Linked DNA regions of Zea mays: region 1 is linked to region 2. A link is a contact called in public Hi-C data. All regions are on one chromosome and are shown on one strand. Each heading gives the region's core, a stretch centred on a gene start, on an enhancer-like site or on the middle of the called end of the contact. The rest is flanking DNA. Distances are from core to core; before and after follow the strand shown. Region 1 holds the start of LOC100281730. Region 2 holds the start of LOC103641749 (hapless 8).

The links. A called contact is a pair of places that touch in the nucleus more often than the background predicts.
Region 1: a contact with region 2 is called in a Hi-C map of tassel, with 3 times the contacts expected there. The contact joins the promoter of LOC100281730 here to the promoter of LOC103641749 in region 2. A contact is called at or near these places in 3 of 25 Hi-C or Micro-C datasets (ear, leaf and tassel).

Annotation. Positions count from the first base shown.
Region 1 is chr10:127,494,225-127,499,272 of Zm-B73-REFERENCE-NAM-5.0, reverse strand. LOC100281730 reads right to left here and starts at 2,672. Exons shown (of 2, transcript NM_001154650.2): 1 at 255-2,672; 2 at 1-30. The coding sequence starts at 2,502.
Region 2 is chr10:127,086,936-127,092,303 of Zm-B73-REFERENCE-NAM-5.0, reverse strand. LOC103641749 (hapless 8) reads left to right here and starts at 2,350. Exons shown (of 4, transcript XM_008665080.3): 1 at 2,350-2,660; 2 at 3,522-3,864; 3 at 4,727-5,368. The coding sequence starts at 3,713.

The sequences.
Region 1 (5,048 bases), core at 1,423-3,922, 410 kb before region 2:
GGTGCGTTGGTTTCTTGGTGCAGCTTTGCTCTGGTTTCAGAAAAGAGAGGAGCAGAACAACTTCAGTGAAATCTGTTTACTACTGGTCTTCTTTCTTGTTTATACATCCATTCAGTCAAAGCCAAAATGTTGAGGTGAAAACACATTATAGAGGACGTCTAGTGCGCAAATGTTTCTAGCAAATGGAACTGCACGTGCGAGAATCATTGCAATTTGAGTGCATCAACTGAACTGAAAAAAAAACAACAACATACCTGGTGCAACATAGCACTTGTAATTCAGGTCCGAAGACATGCAAGACTGGTACGCCATCTCCCCGACAACACGATCAATCCCAAACCCGGTGACCCTGGGCTCGAGTTCATCACCGAGTAGCAGCACATTGCTCGACTTGAGGTCTCTATGCAGCACTTGAGGAGCATGGTCATGGTGAAGGTGTGCCAGCCCTTGAGCTACTCCCAGAGCGATCCTCACCCGGTCCTTCCAGCAGATTGTGAGTTTCGGCGCGCAGATGAGATCCTGCAAGCTTCCTACCTGCGACTGCGAGTGGTCATATATGATGCTGACCTCGCCGTCGGACCCGGAGTAGAAGAATCCCAGCACCTTGGCGATGTTCTTGTGCCGGATTTTCGCCAGTGCTTCCATCTCGTTCTTGGCTACTCTGAATGTTAGCTTGCCTGACGAGTTCACCAGCCTCTTCACCGCAACCTTTTGCCCGTCTTGGAGCTCGATCAGGTAAACTCTTCCAAAGGCACCTCTGCCGATGATATTCTTGTCGTGGAATCCAGCGAGCAGCTCCTCTCCGGTGATTCTGACAGGGTGAAAGAGCACGAGCTTCCACGGGGAGGAGGAGGAGGAGGACTCGCTGCCGCGTAACCTCTTGCAGACCGCGAATGCCCCGACAGCGAGCAGCGCCACGCCGGTGAGAAACGACGCCACGGTTGCGGCCACCGCGAGTCCCTGACGCCTCCGCGATGGCGCGTCGGCGTCGCAGTCTTTCGGCAACCCCGGGCCGCACAGCCCCGGGTTGCCCTGGAGGAACACGGCGGGAAGCTCGGTGATCAGAGATGGCGGCACGCGGCCGGAGAGCTGGTTGTACGAGACATTCAGCAGGGCGAGCTTCAGGTTCTGGAGCTCCGTCGGAATGCCGCCGGTGAGGGCGTTGCTGGACAGGTCGATGTACGTCAGCACCTGTAAGTCTCCGAGGGACGCCGGTATAGGCCCGGTGAAGCCGTTGCCGGCCAGGTACAGCGACACCAGCCTCCTGCAGTTCTTGAACGCCGGGATCGTGCCGGAGAGCGCGTTGCGGGAGATGTTGATGATGCTCATCGCGGGAGAGTCGCAGAGGTTGTCCGGCAAGCTGCCGTTGAGCTCGTTGAGGGAGGCGGAGAAACGGTACATGGTGCGGACCAGGCCGATGCTCTGAGGTATCCCGCCGGAGAAGCTGTTGTTGTCAATCTGAACCTGCTCGAGCCGAGACTGGCCGCCCGGGAACTCGCGCAGGCGTCCGGTGAACCGGTTGTTCTGGGCCCGGATGACGCGTAGGTCCGGCAGCGACCAGAGCCCGGCAGGCAGCTCCCCGCTGAAGGCGTTGTCGTGGACCTCGAACCTCCGAAGCATCGAGCAGCTAGCGATCTCCTCCGGCAACTGCCCGGAGAGGCCGTTCTGTGACAAATCCAGAGTCATCAGCTTCTGCAACCTGAGGCCGAACCCGGGAGGCACGACGCCGGCCAGGTTGTTCATGGACAGGTCAAGAGCCTCCAGCTGCTCCAGCCCGAGGAAGGATTCCGGGATGACGCCGCTGAACCCCGAGCCCTGCAGGAACAGCCACCTGAGGCTGCTCATCCTGCCGAGCTCCCGCGGCAGCTCGGAGTCGAGGAACTGGTTCCTGGACAGGTCCAGGAGGTGCAGGCTGGTGAGGTTGCCGAACAGCGCCGGGTGGAGCACGCCGGAGAGCAGGTTCTCCCCGAGGTCGAGCACCTGGAGGCCGCCGAGCGCGGCGAGGCCGGCGGGCACCTGGCCCTCGAAGCTGTTGCGGCTGAGGTCGAGCGACACGAGCGAGGTGAGCATGGCCAGCTGCTCGGGGAGCGGGCCCCAGAAGGCGCCGGCGCTGAGGTTGAGCGACGCGAGCGAGGCGCAGCGCGACAGCTCCAGCGGGATGGTCTGGTTGAAGCCGTTGGACGCGAGGCTCAGCGCGATCAGGCCCCGCACGCGGCAGAGGGAGGAGGCGGCGAGGTCGCCCGAGAGGCCGAGGCCCTGGAGCGAGATGGAGACCGAGACGGTCGCGTTCGCGGCGGCGCTGATGGCGCAGGCGACGTGCGGCCAGTTGCAGTAGGGCGTGGAGCTCGACCAGGCGGAGAGAGCGCCCGACGGGTCCTGCAGGGACGCCTTGAAGTCGAGCAGCAGCTCCTGCGGCGTCTCTGCCGCCGAAGACGGCGAGGTCGAGGCGGCCATCAGTACTGAAACGAGGACGAAGAGAGGGAGGCAGGTGGCGGCGGCCATGGACGACGGATGGGAGCTGGTGAGTGGAGTGTAGACCAGTGGAAGTGGAGCCGAGTGTCGGCGGCGTCAACTTACTAGCGACTTAGCGAGCGAGCTGCCGTCGACTGCGCAGGAGTGCAGGACAACAAGAACGCAGTCTTCGGCTCTTCGCTCACTCGTCGTTCGCTTTCGATTAACAAATTGGAAAGAAACCATTCAGAGCTCGTCACCATCGGCTCGTCCATAATCCTCGTCACGGGGCCACGGGTAGTAAAAAGTACTAGCGGTGGAGTAAACATATCGCCTGCAGGATGGCAGCACATTGTGCCGGCGACCTCTCGCCTTTTCGTTTGGACTTTGCGATGCTGACACCGTCACTTTTTGGACTTGGAGTGGCGCCTTCGTCCTGCGTGTTGGAGGCGACGTGACGTTCAGGTAGTATCCAATCCGGACGCGGACGTGGCTGCAGAGTGCTGAAGGCGGAAGGCGTGAGTCAGTCAGGGCAGGGTGCTGAAGGGTGAAGGATATGTCAACGGAGTCACGAGTCACGACTCAAGGGGTGTTTGGTTTATAGGGACTAATGTTTAGTCTCTTCATTTTATTCATTTTTAGTTTATAAATTGTTAAATATAGAAATTAAAATAAAGTTTTAGTTTCTATATTTGGTAATTTTAGAACTAAAATGGAATAAAATGTAGGGACTAAATATTAGTCCCTAGAAACCAAACACCCCCTCAGTAGTACGCCTATTAATTAGTAATATAGTTTGAAATTTAGTTAATTAGTTAATACAGAGCTAGTTAGTATGGTTAGTTAGATAGTCATTAGTCAAGTAGTTACCTAGTTAATAGTAATTAGCTACTTAAGTAGCTATTATTTAGTAACTTAGTTTGTAATGTAGGTAGTTGCTAGTTAGGTAGGTATAGTTTTGTTGGTTGATTAGGTAAATTTTAGTTAGATGTCATTTAGTTAGATAATAATTTGCTAGTACTTAGTTTGCATTTTGTCGCTTGTATCCAAATTCGTTTGGAGGTGTTAAGTTTGGTTCTCTATAATAAGTATAAAATCTGTTGTCATACCAGAAAATTTTTCTAAAAACCAATGCATTGTCTATGACTATCAAAAGTGTGCCCTCGTATTTGTCAAGAAGAAACATAATGTTAATGGAGAAAATGGGACGACAATGTTTGAAGGCCTTGATGCATTAGGAAAAGCACAGAAGAATATCTTCCTCCCATCCTGACTATTCATCTAGCTTGGGGATGTACTCAAAATTCATGTCTAGATTAACAGTGTTGATCACATTACACAATGTTGGAAATCGCTCATTCCCCTCTTCACAGTCCCTATAAATCATCTTTCATACGCATTGTTTCCCGTCCATGCATTTTCATACATTACCTTGTAATAAAATACCCGTCCATGCATTTTCATACATTACCTTGTAATAATATCTTCTTAGTCACGTCCATAATTGTCCCCACCTTTAGATTAGGCTATACCTTCAATGCCTTGTATAGTGATCTAGGTTAGTGTTGATGTCAACTATCGATGCTTCTGTTTTAGGCCTGCTTTGCCACAAGTGTGTGGACCGACGATTTTTGTGATCTTGAACCTCCGAGTTTCTTTCTGTTCTTGAGCATAGGTGAAAGCATAGGTGAAAGGGAAATAGGCTTACACCTTTTCCTAATTGATTTTGGTGGTTGAAATGCCCAACATAAATAATTGGACTAACTAGTTTGCTCTAGATTATAAGTTTTACAAGTGCCAAAGGTTCACAACAAACCAATAAAAAGTCTAAGAAAGGGTTCAAACAAAAAGAGCAAAAGACAACCCAAAGGCAGCCCTGGTCTGGCGCACCGGACTGTCCGGTGTGCCACCGGACAGTGTCCGGTGCACCATGGAACTCAACTCCAAACTTGCCACCTTCGGGAATTCAGGAGGTCGCTCCGCTATAATTCACCGGACTGTCTGGTGCACCACCGGACTGTCCGGTGTGCCAAGCGGAGCAACGGTCGTCCACGCCAACGGTCGTCTGCAACGCTACAGTGAAAGGACCTAAGACCGTTTGGGTACCTAAGAACAAGGCCTAAAATTGTTTTGTAGGTTTATGCATCCTGGGGCTCAAGTTGGATCATTGATAGCGGGTGCACAAACCACATGACTGGGGAGAAAAGGATGTTCTCCTCCTATGAGAAAAATCAAGATCCCCAAAGAGCTATCACATTCGGGGATGGAAATCAAGGTTTGGTCAAAGGACTTGGTAAAATTGCTATATCACCTAACCATTCTATTTCCCATGTTTTTATTGTAGATTCTTTATATTACAATTTGCTTTCCGTTTCTCAATTATGCAAAATGGGCTACAATTGTCTTTTTACGGATATAGGTGTTACTGTCTTTAGAAGAAGTGATGATTCAGTAGCATTTAAGGGAGTGTTAGAGGGTCAGCTATATTTAGTTAATTTTAATAGAGCTAAACTCGACACTTTCTTAATTGCTAAGACTAACATGGGTTGGCTCTGGTACCGCCGACTTGCCCATGTTGGGATGAATAATCTTCATAA
Region 2 (5,368 bases), core at 1,101-3,600:
TCCCCATCCCCAATGAAGCCATGTTGTGCTCAACTCAAGAAGGTGCTCGTGCTCTACATCTATGATGCATGCATGTGCATTTGAGGCACATGCATCTAGGGCCAGTCAGTCAATCCTACATCCACCTGGAAGGCATTTGTGCTCTTAGCAATGAGTGCATGATAGGTAATACCATTGATGAGACACGATGCTTCGATGGGAAATATGAGGGACAAGTGATGATGCTTTAGTAGGAGACATGAGGGGAGAGCGATGTTGCTTCATTGATTGGGAAGAGGCAACACTTTGGCCTCTAGCGGAGGCGGTGCTTGGATTGTTGGGGGAGCTATGGACTCCCAACTTGAAGGTGGTGCATAGGCCAATGGGTCTTGACTTAGGATTGGCGAGGGATGGACTATGAAAATTCTCTTGGGGTTGAGGGAATGGATGAACGAATGGATTTCTATAATAGTTGGACAACCAAATGCGTTCATGATGAACTAACCAAAATGGGCTCTACAGGGATGGGTACGAGTAGTGCTCCCCGTCCCTGACCCTCTTAGGCCCAACAAGTCAAATTTTATCCCTATTTAGTTCTTTATGGGGGTAATTTTTGCCCATCATTGTTTCCTAGTGAGGGAATTCTTCATGAGGAGTCAAAGAACTATCCTTATAACAGAACTTTTTTTATCTCGGCCTAGTCTACAACAATTACTATACAGGGATTTAACTAGGAAACACGAACTCAAATTATTTTGCTTCATCTGAGGTTTCGATCGTAAACATGGATGTAACTCTTTTCTATAATATATTTTCTGGATATGGGTCTGATCCTTAGGGACTGTCTAGAAAAGTACAAGTTGCAAATCCTACATGGAGTGCATAAGGTTTTGTCCTTTAGTGAGGAATAGCTTGATGTCATATTGTTGTGGGTATTATGGACATATTAGCGGGTCTCTTCCATCTAAGTGTCTCTGTACCTCAATGTCTATACAAAGAGTTATGTCCATTATAAAACCATAAACATGAGGAGTGATTACACAATTATAAATAGCAACCACTTTAGTGTATTAAAAGTAAAAGAGAAGTTTTGGTTCGAGTTTATTTTTTGCTACATAATTTTAAAACTATGGGTCCTTAGCATTGAACTATCAACTTGTGATTTCTAAGGCCATCTTGTATTTTTTTCGATGGCAAAAACTAGGTCCTAGCGTTGCATTATATTTCTATATTAAAACTAGAAGATGTGTTATATTTTATATAAAACTTTGGCATTAGTTTAGTATTTTTTAGTTTAATGAAATAGTTATTAAATTTTAAGGAGTGAAACATTTTTTCATTACTTCTAAAATGTGTAAAATCCCGTTAAAGCCAGATAGATGGCAAATTTATGCAGTATCAATAGTTCCGTTGTAAGGATCTTGACCCTTAATTTCGTAGTAAAAAAACAAAATCGAATAGTGGTGGTTGGTTTAAAATAGAATTTTCGAAATGGCCAAATATACCCTCGCGAAGAGCGATTGTTGCGTGGAAAATATAGACAAGGCCATCGATGACAACAGAGAGAAGGTAAGAGAGAGAAAGAGCACTCAATACGATCGAAATATAAATAAATATAGTTAATGTAGAATACGACAAAAAACCCACATATTTTCTTGCGTCAGCGCTCCCCTTTCTCTCTCTATGAGTCTGAGCCTCCTCTTTTTCCTCGCTTCAAAAGCAAATACACCTCTTGAACGGCTGCAGCTAACAGTATTCGTTCCGTTCTAAAATAAATACACTTTTAAAGTTTCAATAAAGAATTATAAAAAACCATTCACTTTAGAAATAAGAAATATAAAAAACTAGCTAGATCGTCTTATATCTAGAAATATACTTGCTTTAAAATAAATTATAAATATTTCAGAATAAATTGGAAACACAAGGCGTGACCGAGTGAGTACAGCCAGCTAGCCAGCCCCGCCTTTGGCTTGGCTTGGTGGAGAACCAGATGCCTTTTATGTGTGAGTGGTTGGCGTTTCCTTCTCTCTTCTAATCTTTTTTTTTTCTGCAGCAATTTCGGAGTACTCTCTGTCTCAATATTTTTTATAACGTTTAGACACATAGTTCATCCTTTTTAAAATTGTTATATAAATATTAATTATTTATTATTAGATATATTTTAATAACGATTTATTTACTTTATTATTTATAGAAAACCGATTAAGAGTCTGTTTGTTTGTTTGTGTAGGATTATAATATGATATGATCAGATTATATAATCTAATTTATTTAAAACTTGGATAGATTATAGTCTTAAATAAATAGGCCCTAAAATAAATGATCAAATATAATATAATGCGTCGTCTAATGCGTTATCTATCTTGCCACCGAGCGAGTAGAGTATTCGGCTATTCGCACACAGACAGCGTGGTGCCGAGAGAGAGAAAGTGGTGGTGGAATACATAGCAAGCCAAAAAAAAAACATTTCTTCCCTTTTTCCTTGCCTCGCTTCCCCTCCCCCGTCTCCTGTTCTCTTCTCCCTTCTCCGTCTGCTTCAGCCCCCAGAAATCGAAGCCACCACCACCATAGAGCTCCGAGCCCCTCGCCCTCCTCCCCGCCTGTTCGCTGCGTGGATCTACAGGCAGGATGCTCACTCCCGCGCGCGCGGGCGCCGCTCGGTGAGCGGCTGTGAAGAAAAGGTAAGAGAACTGCCGGAGTTCTCCGAGTTAGTACGTGCGGTGACTTCGTAGGCGGTTCTCGATTTGCTTGACTTGAATCCGCTCTGTTGGATTTTTCCCTGCTCTTGCGCGTCGCTTCCCCTTACGAGACTCATCGCTGGAACTGGAAGATTGGCGTCTGCGGAATGGATCTCTTCAGGCGGAGTTGGGATTTCTCGCGTGCTTCTCTCACTGCTTGTGACTGAGCGCTAGATCTCCGCTGCTTTTCGTGCTTGCTTGTGTTGTTCTTGGCTACCGGCAAAGTTTCCCGATCCCTGCATCTGCCTTTTCCAGATTTGGTACGGATTAGGCCCCCGTTCTCGAACTCCTTCCTGTACGTCCTCCCATGCCTCGTCGTCCATATCCAAGCCACATAAATCCCCGATTAGGCCAGTGATGAAGCAACAGAAAATCCTTACTTTTTATTGGTTTCTCGCCATATCTCTAGTTAATAAGCTCCCTTTACTCTTTTCTTCTTTTGCTATTTATTTCCCCATCAAGAAAGCACTACCATACAAGCTACCCTCCAGTGCTTGGCAACTGTTCATGTCTTCTTCCTGCTGTTCCCTTTCTGCGAATCCTTTGCAAGAGTTGCATGATCCGTGTAGACTTCCCCTTAATCTGCTCCAAGACTAGCCCGTTCACCACCTTGCCCCGGGATGATATTTTATGTGCTTTTGTGCTACTTCGAGGGCAGCTCCCTCCGCTCTTGTCCTCTCCTCTCTGCATCTATCTCTCTCTTGCTGCATCGATCAGCATAAAATCATGCCATTATATTCCCAAAGAACAGCTGGTTTGGTTGTGTGGACATGAAATAATATGTACCTTGGTTTCTTTCTGCAGGTGCCTGATGAGAATTGAGATAGTGGGCGGCCAAGGAAGCGAAGTTTCTCGCACTCCACCTGTTGAATTTACCAACTTGGTATGCTGGAGTGTAAGGATAAGAGCAGACCCAATTGCTTCACAGCTCTTGGGTTCTTAGTGCCGACTGTAGCAGCAGCAGATCTGGGGCGAGCAGCGAAGGCGTTCATCAGATGTTATCCAGTGAGCAGCCTTCAGGCCCCTCATGTTCCTTCAAGTCTACTGGCCCGGGTGTGAGCACTGATCCGGCAACCTCCGTGGCCGAGGGGCCGCCGAGCCAGGATCCCAGAGATCTGGTCCAACCTTATCCCAAGTTCTCCATAAGGTGAAAGAGAGATATATATACCTTTGATTCAGTACCTTGGGAGATAGATTATTTTTGGTGTTTAAGTTCTTGATGCTGGATCTCTGTCTTTATGGTGCGTCGATTATGGGGGTGTTTGGATACCCCCGTCTAAAGTTTAGTTTGGTTTTTCGGATGTCGATTTGAAGGATTAGACAGAACCTAATTATAAAGCTGATTGCATAAGTAGTGGCTAATTCTGTAGACGAATCTATTGAGTCTAATTAATCCATGATTAGAACATGTTTACTGTAGCGAAACATGGGCTGATCATAGATTAACTTGGCTTAATAGATTTGTGTCACGAATTAGCCATAATTTATACAATCAGTTTTATAATTAGCTCATGGTCCTAATTGACATCCAAAACTTGACTAAACTCTAGTCCGGAGGATCCAAACACCCTAATTATTGGCTGCTGCTTTGAGGGGTCGGATTGGGTATGCATGGCTGCTTTCAGGGTTAATCCGTGTTATTGTCTGGGGTTGTTTGTATAGTTTACTTTTCTGTTGATTAATATAAAAGTGGCCTCTTTTCTTCCCCAAAATCTGAAAATAAAAGGATGCTCCTCTGATGAATTTTGTCCACTGCCTACTAATGTTTTCTTTTCCATATGTGGTGGTTCTGCGATACACAAGCAGGCCACATATTTTTGGAGATTTCAGTTTTTCATCCTGACAGCATGTTCAGTAGGTCCACGTTGATGTTGTTTCTCTCTCTCTTCTTTTCAACCTATTGTGGAGGGTTTAAATGACACTATTTGGCAACACTATTCTTGAGCGTTCGTCATCTAGGCACGTATTACCATATGCTAATGGGTCCATATTTCTGCCCCTATTTCCAGAGATTATGTGTTTGCTTCAAGAAGCAAAGGCATCAAGAGAAGCTGGCCTTTCCATCCACATTCATTGCAGCTTTGCCTAGAGCGCGGTGTGAAGGATCCATTGCCTCCATTTGAGTCTCCCGATTTGATCCGGTCACAGCCATTAAATATTTCCACTGACTTTGAGCAATCTGCTGCTTGCTTAGAACTCAATAGTGTTGGTCTGGTGAAGAATAGAGATGCTAGTTCCTTAAACGAGTATACAGGCAATATCAACTTCCAGTCATGCCAACCAGTAGATGAGTCACTTGGACCTTTGCCATACACATCGCCAGAGGATGGGAAATCTGGTATCAACCAAGTGGGAAGTACAAATGAATCAGATCATCCTGATGAGGTTATACCAATAGATCTACAAGATAATAGCTGTACAAAAGCAAGTCAGCAAATTGAGGTTGATGTGCCCTTGCGGCGGTTGAGAAATCTTGACTTATCATGCGAGCCATCTGAAAAGAAGTGCAAATTTGTAGTCAAGTTAGGTGCCACGACGGATATTCGGCGAGCAGAGGATATAGCATCTAACTCTAGCTCAGTTTCAGATCCGATGGCTTCAAAGACTTGTCCTGTTTGCAAAGTATTTGCTTCGACTTCAAACACCACATT